Regions from separate parts of the Capra hircus genome. Here region 1 is linked to region 2. Evidence: chromatin contacts called from public Hi-C data. All regions are on one chromosome and are shown on one strand. Each heading gives the region's core, a stretch centred on a gene start, on an enhancer-like site or on the middle of the called end of the contact. The rest is flanking DNA. Distances are from core to core; before and after follow the strand shown.

The links. A called contact is a pair of places that touch in the nucleus more often than the background predicts.
Region 1: a contact with region 2 is called in a Hi-C map of liver, with 3 times the contacts expected there. The contact joins two enhancer-like sites. A contact is called at or near these places in 2 of 5 Hi-C or Micro-C datasets (both in liver).

The regions. Positions count from the first base shown.
Region 1 is chr10:14,955,949-14,960,391 of ARS1.2, forward strand. No RefSeq gene overlaps it. Among named protein-coding and RNA genes, the nearest start is that of LRRC74A, 42 kb to the right of the region's middle. Within about 2 kb of position 1,558, at least 3 of the 5 cell types and tissues checked have an H3K27ac peak or open chromatin away from gene starts, as enhancers often do.
Region 2 is chr10:14,790,469-14,794,638 of ARS1.2, forward strand. No RefSeq gene overlaps it. Among named protein-coding and RNA genes, the nearest start is that of CIPC, 9.1 kb to the left of the region's middle. Within about 2 kb of position 2,718, at least 1 of the 5 cell types and tissues checked has an H3K27ac peak or open chromatin away from gene starts, as enhancers often do.

The sequences.
Region 1 (4,443 bases), core at 308-2,807, 160 kb after region 2:
TGGTTATGCAGGAGCGTTTGGCGGGGTCCTCTTCCAGGGTCGGCCATGAGGGCTGTGCTTGACTTTCAGAACTTAAAGTCCCTGCGGGTGTAGAGGGGGTGCCCTCTTATTCTCCAAGGAGATGAGGGGCAAAGACGTGTGTTCTGCAGCTTTGTAGACTTGGGAAACCTGGACGTGAGCCAGGGTATTTCTGGATTCTTTCAATGTTGTTATTGTTCAGTCGCTCAGTCATGTCTGACTCTCTGCGACTCCATGGACTGTGTAGCCCACCAGGCTCCTCTGTCCATGGGATTCTCGAGGCAAAAAATATTGGAGTGGGTTGCCATTCCCCTCTCCAGGGGATCTTCCTGGCCCAGGGATCGAACCCGGGTCTCCTGCATTGCAGGCAGACGCTTTACCATGGGGTCCTTCACCTGGCATCTGGGAATTGGTGCTGGCCGTGGTACTGGGGAAGGTGATGGGGGGAGACAGGCTCCACCACTCTGGAGGCCAAGTGTCCCTGGGGGGGGCCTCAGGAGCCCTTTCCCAGGAAGGCCATGTCCACTTCCAGCTTGCTGACACCCCGAGTCTGAGAACCAGGCCCAGAAGTGCTCCTGGGCCATGGGAATGTGGGGGACGCAGCTCGGGCCAGGGCTGAGCAGAGTTACCGCCGTGGAAAAGGGCGATGCCGGCTGCGGGGGCACCCTCCGAGCCAGGCATGGCGCCCAGCCCCCCAGGATCCATAGTGACACCCACAGCGCCCCTGGGAAGGGGGCGACAATTTCCCTCCTTACAGGTAAGGAAGCAGCAGACGAGAGCTGCCGCTTTCTGCCCGGTCTCCTGTGGCCGGTCAGTGGCAAAGCTGGGCTCTTACTTCGGAGCTCTGACCTGCTTTGCGCCCTCGGCATCCAGCCCGGGAGGGGCCTTCGTGATGCTGGTGGCCCTGGTAGCAAAACCCGTCCAGGACGTGGTTTTGAAACCAGTAAATTCATTGACACTTTTGTCCCCTTCCTTAAAGTCTTCCCTTGTAGCTCAGCTGGTAAAGAATCCGCCTGCAATGTGGGAGACCTGGGTTCGATCCCTGGGCCAGGAAGATACCCTGGAGGAGGGAATGGCTACCCACTCCAGTGTTCTGACCTGGAGAACTCCATGGATTGTATAGTCCACGGGGTCACAGAGAGAGTCAGACACGACTGAGCGATTTTCCCTTCACTTCCTCCTCTGCAGAAGCAAGTCTCGCTGCCAGTTTGACTGAATTCCCTCCCTCACCCTTTCCTCTGGGTCTTACTTGAGCTTGGCTGGCCATAGCTTCCCGCAGACACGAAGAAGGGGAAATGCTGCCGGGGGTTCCGGCCTCTCCAAGCCTCCCTGAGAAAATATGCATCTTAATGGGGAGGGGGTGAGCAATCCTGGGATCCTGGGACATGCTGGGGAAGGAGCCTGGGGTGGGGGTGGGGTAGCCCAGTTCTCACCCTCTGGGCACAGAAGACTGGGGTGCTGGGTTAGGGCCCGCCCAGGGTTCCTGGCTCCTGCCTGGAGCCCTCTGCCAGGAAGGGCAAGATTCCGCCGGGCTGGCTTCTGAGAACTGGGCCAGGCTCCAGGCTGAGCCTCGGGCAGATCCCCAAGGCTCAGTCTTGCCTCTTTCCCCACCCCACAGACCGGGATGGGCCTCCTCTCTGCCCTCTTTTGTGCAGCCGGGGAAGCCAGGGCCAGCTCCCCGCCTGCCAGCTGGTTTCCCGGACCCTGGACCAGCTGTGAGAGAGGGGGTGGGAGCAGCCACTGGGCTCTGGGAAGTGGAAACCAGGAGTCAGGCGGCCCAGGCGGGCGGGTTTAGGCTGGGGTGGTGAGGCCGGCAGGCTTGGGCAGCATTCTGGAGGAATTTCTGAATTACCTCCTGGCTGGAGACCGGAGGCCAGAGCGGGGGCCCTGGGCTGGTCCTGCTGGCTGCGGCCTTCCCGCCTCGGCCCGAGTCTCTGCCCGCCTGCCTAGGCATTGCAGCATCCTCTGATGAACGGGTGAGAACTCAGCTCGAAGGGGATGGTCAGGGCTCCCCCTCCCCTATTGTGGGAGGTGGGGAGGGGGTAAAGGGGGAGGGGTGAGTTCCCCCCTGACCTTGGCCTCACCTGCCCCTGGTGAGCTCAGGGCTGCTCTGTATCTCCCCTGCCCTCCAGAATCACAGGTTCCACCTGGCTAAAGTCGAGAGGAGGCCTCTGGTGTCTCCATCGTCACTGGAGTGTTTAGGGGGTGGGAGGTGGCGGTCGGTTGCTCCAGCACCCCCCAGTTCTGTCCCCCAGATGGGACGGCTTTTGGTGTGCCAGTGTCGGGCAGGAGTGGCCACAGAGTCTGTGGGGCTGTGTCTGTTAGGAAGTTATTAGGAGTCTGACGACAGTGACAGCAGAGCAGGAAACCAAGCCCCAGGGCTTCCTAATTATGGAACCCCCCCACCCTGGGTGACCACACAGGCAGCACCCATAAAACCAGCCTGCTCCCAGGAAGTCCTGGCCCTTGAGGCTCCACCCCGTTTGTCTCCTGGACCTTGGCTGGAAGGCAGATCTGAGCAGGGCTCCCCCAAACCCCCCAAACCCCCCAAACCCCCACCTCTGCTCCTTCACATCTCATGCTGTGATTAGTGTTATCAGTGATGCCCCACCCTGGCCTCTCCTTGGGGAAACTGAGGCAGCAGGAAGGGCCTGGGGACTCCCCCACCACGATGGTGGGAGGAGGGATAGTGGGGGTGGCTGAGCCCGGGCTCCCCTCAGCGGCCCAGGGCTCTGGGCAGGACTCGGTGGTGGGGCAGTTGTCACCGTAGCCTTCAGATCTCCATCAGGACCGTCCCCCCTTTATGGGGGGTGGAGCCGGGGCGGGGGATCACGGTGGCTTCACCAGCTGCAGATCCGGCATCTGCCTGGCCAAGCCTGGTCGCTTTGTTCTTGGTCTCCCCCGCACAGCCAGCGCACAGCGGCTGGCTCAGCCGCTCCCTGGCAGGATGACTGCCCCTGGGGGACAGTGGGGCCCAATCCAGGAGTGTACTGACCTGGAAATTGTACTGGGTTCTGGCGGCGGCAGCTGGCCAAGGTCAGGGAGCAGGCGGGAAGCCGGCCCTCCAGTTCCAGGGAAAGGCCGAGTCGGGAGGGAAGGTGGGCCTGACCGCCATTCCTCTGCCCTGGGCGAGCCCTTCCTGACTGCAGCCGCACCCCCAGACTCCCACTGGCCTAGGGATGAGAAAGCCCGCCACCCTCCGCTTATGGTGCACCAAGGACCTGGCCAGGGGTCCCGGGCGGTCTGTGTGCGGGGTCCCATCGAGTCTCACAAAAGCCGTAGGCGGCAGGTCTCAATGTTACTGTCACAGTGAGAGTCAGATTAGCTGGGAAGCTGGTTCTAGGCCTCAGGGCTGCCTTGTTGTCCCCAGCTGCCCTTCCTCCGCGCAGTCTTCAGAGCGGCCCTGTCGGGGTGCCTGTCTAATCAATGTCCGCCTCTCTGATTGGGCTTAAGCCCCGTGTCCCTGAGTAGAGCTGCCCCTTGAATTCACACCTGGCCCATGGCGACGTTCAAGGCTCTGTCTGACCCTGGTGCCACACACAGGGCCTGGCATGTGGTAAGACCCCCCCATAAAGAACCAGGGAAGGTGGGAAGGGGTTGTGTCAGGAGTCCCACACGGGTCGGTGGGACGCCCAGCCTGCATCCCTACCCGCTGGCCTGCCCCTCACCCAGGTTCCTTGAGGTGCTTCTGCTGGACCAGAGTAGGGCCAGGCGCGCTTTGCATCGGCCGGGGGCTGAGAGGGGGGCAGAACTGAGTGTGGGGTCACCCTCTCCACCCCTCCGTCAGGGTCCCCATCACTGAGGCTCCTTCACGGGAGCCCCCCCCCACCCCGAGCTGGCTGGCTCCTGGCTGCTTTATTGCCTCCCCAGCTCTGTGAGGCCGGTGTTGCAGCAGTTGGGAGGGTCCGTCCCTGTGAGGTTGGGGGCCCAGGGAGTGTGTCACCAGGGGGGCCTCTTCTGGAAGAAACACCGTGTGGATTCTTCCCTGTGGATCCCCCAACGGGTGTCTAGTCCCCCGCTTTCCCAGTGCCCTTGGAGTCTCTGCTTCCACCGTTTGGCTGGAGCCGCAGCTCGGGGTCAGTCTTGCTGTTGGGAGCCTCTGTGGGCATTCACCCCAAATGCGCCTGCAGCGGGCACTGCCAGGGTGCCCAGGAGCATGTCTGCGGGAACAGTTCTCAGGAAACCCCACAGCGGGGCTGCTGAGGGCGGGGACCGCTTCGCTCCTTCTCCCGTCTCTGACTGTATGCACTGAGTATCTCTGCGTGTCCCCCCTGCTCTGCCCCAGGAACGGTACTCAGCGTGGGGATCTATGTGTGGACAGTTCAGCTCAGACTCCAGGGGCTCATGGTCCAGTCTGGGATGAGTGTGCTATGCCTGACATTATATTTGTAAATTTTTTTTTTTTTTTTTTTAAAGGGCCCCTGG
Region 2 (4,170 bases), core at 1,468-3,967:
TTGCTTTTCTTTGTCTATAGTGCCATCAGCCTCCCTCCACTTAAGGAGGGACTTTGGCATGTTCCAGATCTTGCATTAAGGAGTCTTTGAGCTTGACCCCTTGAGCGAGGTCTTTCCCATCGAGTAGACCATGACTAGAGAGCACCCGGGGTTTGACTAGCCTCGTTCCCTGGAGTTGATTCTCCTGGGGTATTGATTTGGCATCTTTTCTTCCCCAGGAAGCTCCCAGGCCATGGAGTGAAAGATCTGTCAGCTGCAGCCCTGGTGCCCAGCCCGGCACACACTCACTGGCCGCCCCTTCTGAGTGGACTTGGATCCACAGATGAAGGCGGTAGCTTCCATGGGTAGCTGTGTTCTGACACCAGAAATGTCCCCCCACCCCTATGTTTTGTGAACCAACTTGCATTCCACATCCCAGGCAGGACCTGCAGTTTGCTCATCTCTGCTGCCGAGTTCCCTCATATGCTTTGCCATTCATGAGAACTCACTCAGACCCGTCTTCACATAGAGCGCCTGACCTTTGCTTCCAGACCCAACGTCAGGCAGAAAGGGACACCAGGAAGGGGACAGAGGGGAGGAGGGGACCATATGTGACCCGGCACTATGGAGATGTTTTCCTGATGCTTCCTCATTGCATCCTCTTGGCAGCTACTATAGCTCTTGGCGGCCCATTCCGCAGGTGAAGCTCAGACGTGTGAACGCCTACTGCTCTAAGGAGCCCTGATGTAGCCTCCTGTTTCCAAGCACCTTTTCACTTAGGATCAGACCAACCAACATTCACTGTGAGTGTTGTGCCTCCTGAGGGTCCAAGGACACATTAAAGACTAGGACACAGTCTCCGCCCCTGAGGGGTTCACAGCTCAGTGTCTGTAAGTGCGGTAATGAAGATGCTGAACGTGGACAGAAGGCCAGTGAACTCGGGAAGAGGGTGGGGGTCGGGAACAGAGAGTCAGTTCAAGATCCGGAAGGTCGGCAGACAAACGGAGGCGTCTCTGTTTACCTTTCAAAATGGGCCTGAAGCAGGGTCCCTTTTAACACCCTTTGATGTTGGGAAATCCTTGACTTCTCTAATCTGTATCATCCATGTTGCAGCCTACCCCATAGGTCTTCTCATTCCAACTTCAGCTGAAACAGCAAAAACCTTTGCCTCGTCTCCTGATCATTTAGAAACCTTTAGCAATCATATCTGCTGTTCTGTCCTAACACAGAAAAGAGCTACTTGTTTTCCTTCCGGCCCTGAACCCTAGGATTCCCCCTTCCTAGGGCCCTCCAGAGAAGGGGGAAGGGAGCAGGGCCATCAGCCAGTGGGAGAATTGCTCTTGGAAGAAGTCTGCTCTGTAAGCACATTTCACGGCATCTTTCCTAAAGATGGGATGTTCAAAGTTGAATGGCACGTAGAGGAGAAGAATAAAGTGCAGTGTTTCACAGCAGCGCATCAGTAGACTTCACCAGCTTAGGGTGCCAGTGAAGTCACACTGACATCCAGACTCAATCTTGCCAGCTCTGAGCCCCTCTTGAAGGTCTGCAGAAGTCCCTGCTTATCTTCTGTCCTGTCAACTCTTCTTCAGTTACTTCTGGAGGCCCCTGAGGCGTCTCCCGAGGAGACAGAGTTAGATCCACTCTGCTGTTCCACTGTGACCTCCCGCTGATGGTCCTACCCTTCACAACCCCTTGGAAAGGGTACCTAGGGACGTCCCTAATGGTCCAGGGGTTAAGAATCAGCCTGCCAATGCAAGGGACATGGGCTTAATTCCTGGTATGGGAGGATTCTCCATGCCGTGGGCAACTGAGCCTGTGTGCAGCCCTACTGAAGCCCGTGCACTCTAGAGCCCATGCTGTGAAACAGTGGAAGCCACTGCAATAGGAAGCCCACGCATCACAACTAGAGCAAGCCTGCATGCAGCAACAAAGAACCAGCGCAGCCAAAAATAAGATAAACAAGATAAAAGAATAATTTAATTTTTTAAAGAAGTGCACCTCATCAGCATGTGTCTTCAGTAAGAACACTGTTCTTAGAGCGGTCACTCCTGTTGCCTGGGGATGCCATTCTGTCCTGGGGCCACTACACCACCTAGTTGCCAAAGTGGAGGGCGGGATGGATCTGTAGGGAACCAATGACCTTCTCACTGATCGGTTGCCTTTTACAGCCCATGTGCCCTTGCAGAACCGCTGGTATCTTTTAGTTGCTCAAAGTCTCACATGATTACTTCTCTCGCCATCTATCATGCTAACTCTTTGCTCACTGGGGCTGGAGATGAGTCTCCAGGCAGGATGGGGGATGACAGCTCCCTTACTCTGACCTTCCTCCCAAGGAGCTCTGCACCCAAACAAAACAACCCACAAAGCAAAAGGAGTAAAACTCAAAACCCTTCTACTTCAATAAAAATAAAGAAACTGTGCCCACTGATGCAAACAGATACTAATACTTGGGGTGGAGGTGGGGCGGGGGAGTTGGTGGTGTTCTGTAAGCTCCCTCCCAGAGTTAACAAAAGCCAGGAGTACTGAGGCCTTCTTGTGTAACTTGAAAATAAGGTGAAGACTACCCACCCCATTCTTAAAGGCCCCTCTTGGGATGTAATGCATGAAAGTGGCTATCTCATGGGCAATTGGTGAGGGTGTCATTTACGAGAAATTAGCGGGACTTCCCTGGTGTTCTGGTGGCTAAGACTCTGAGCTCCCCTGGCAGGGGGCCCAGGTTCCATCCCTGGTTGAGAAATTAGATACCACATGTTGCAACGAAGGGTTTGAATGCTGCAACTAAAGATCCTGCAGGCTGCAATGAAGAGAGAAGATTCCTGCGTGCTGCAACTAAGACCCAATGCAGCCAAATAATTTTTTTAAAGAGAAATTAGCAATGGTGGCTGTCAAATGGGATTCTTGCTCTACAAGAATTTTAATTGTAGACTGGAATCATGTTTCTCTAAAACAACAACAACAACAAAAGCCAACCAACACAGAGCAAAACTATTTAGATCCAGGTAATGCTACAGTTTTTCCAGTAGTCATGTATGGATGTGAGAGTTGGACTGTGAAGAAAGCTGAGCACCGAAGAATTGATGCTTTTGAACTGTGGTGTTGGAGAAGACTCTTGAGGGTCCCATGGACTGCAAGGAGATCCAACCAGTCCATTCTGAAGGAGCTCAGCCCTGGGTGTTCTTTGGAAGGACTGATGCTAAAGCTGAAACTCCAGTACTTTGGCCACCTCATGCGAAGTGTTGACTCTGTGGAAAAGATTCTGGTGCTGGGAGGGATTGGGGGCAGGAGGAGAAGGGGACGACAGAGGATGAGATGGCTGGATGGCATCACCGACTCGATGGACGTGAGTCTGAGTGAAATCCGGGAGTTGGTGATGGACAGGGAGGCCTGGCATGCTGCAGTTCATGGGGTCACAAAGAGTCAGACACGACTGAGTGACTGAACTGAACTGAACTGAATGCAAAAGACAAAGAAGTGGAATTTTCCTGAAAGTACACTTCATGGTATGGTAGAGCTCAGGGAGAGGCATTAAAGATATCAGTCAAATTCAGGCTTTGTCACAACCCATGGTTGGTTCCCTGATTAAATCTCTTTACCTCTCTGGGCTGCTATTTTTCAGTTTTGAAAGGCAGCAATGATAATATCTGCCCTCCTTTCCAGGGTTGTGAGAAGGGGATAAGACAATGTAAGTGAACATGCTTTACAAGCTGTAAAGCATTTGTTGTTCTCTAAATGCAAGCTGGAGGAAGGAAATACAGCGGCCGTCACACATCCATGTGACTTTCACGAGGCTGGTGGGGTCTTTCCCAGAGTAGCTCTGTGTCCACACATCATGTGTCTTCAGCCCAGATGTGAGGTCTGGACCCAACAGAATCCATCTCGACACAGTGCCTTGTCCTTGTTTTAAGGCCAAGTGGGAAACAGTCCATGTTCCCTCCACTGCTGAGGCCAGTCCTAGAACCAGAGGCAATGGGACTGACTTAGTGCACGTGTGTGCTCGCTGACATGCTGAGATCAAGCATCTGCCCCCCTTCGCCATCAGGGGCCAGCTGTCTGAGCCACTTTCCATTTCGGAATCATTGGTGCACTTTCCCCAGCATCATTCTTCATGTCGAGAGCGCTGGTGACTGACGCAGCTTATCTTAAAGGAGTATTTCACTAGTATCTTTGGGATTTGTTTTCCAAGGTAGGGAC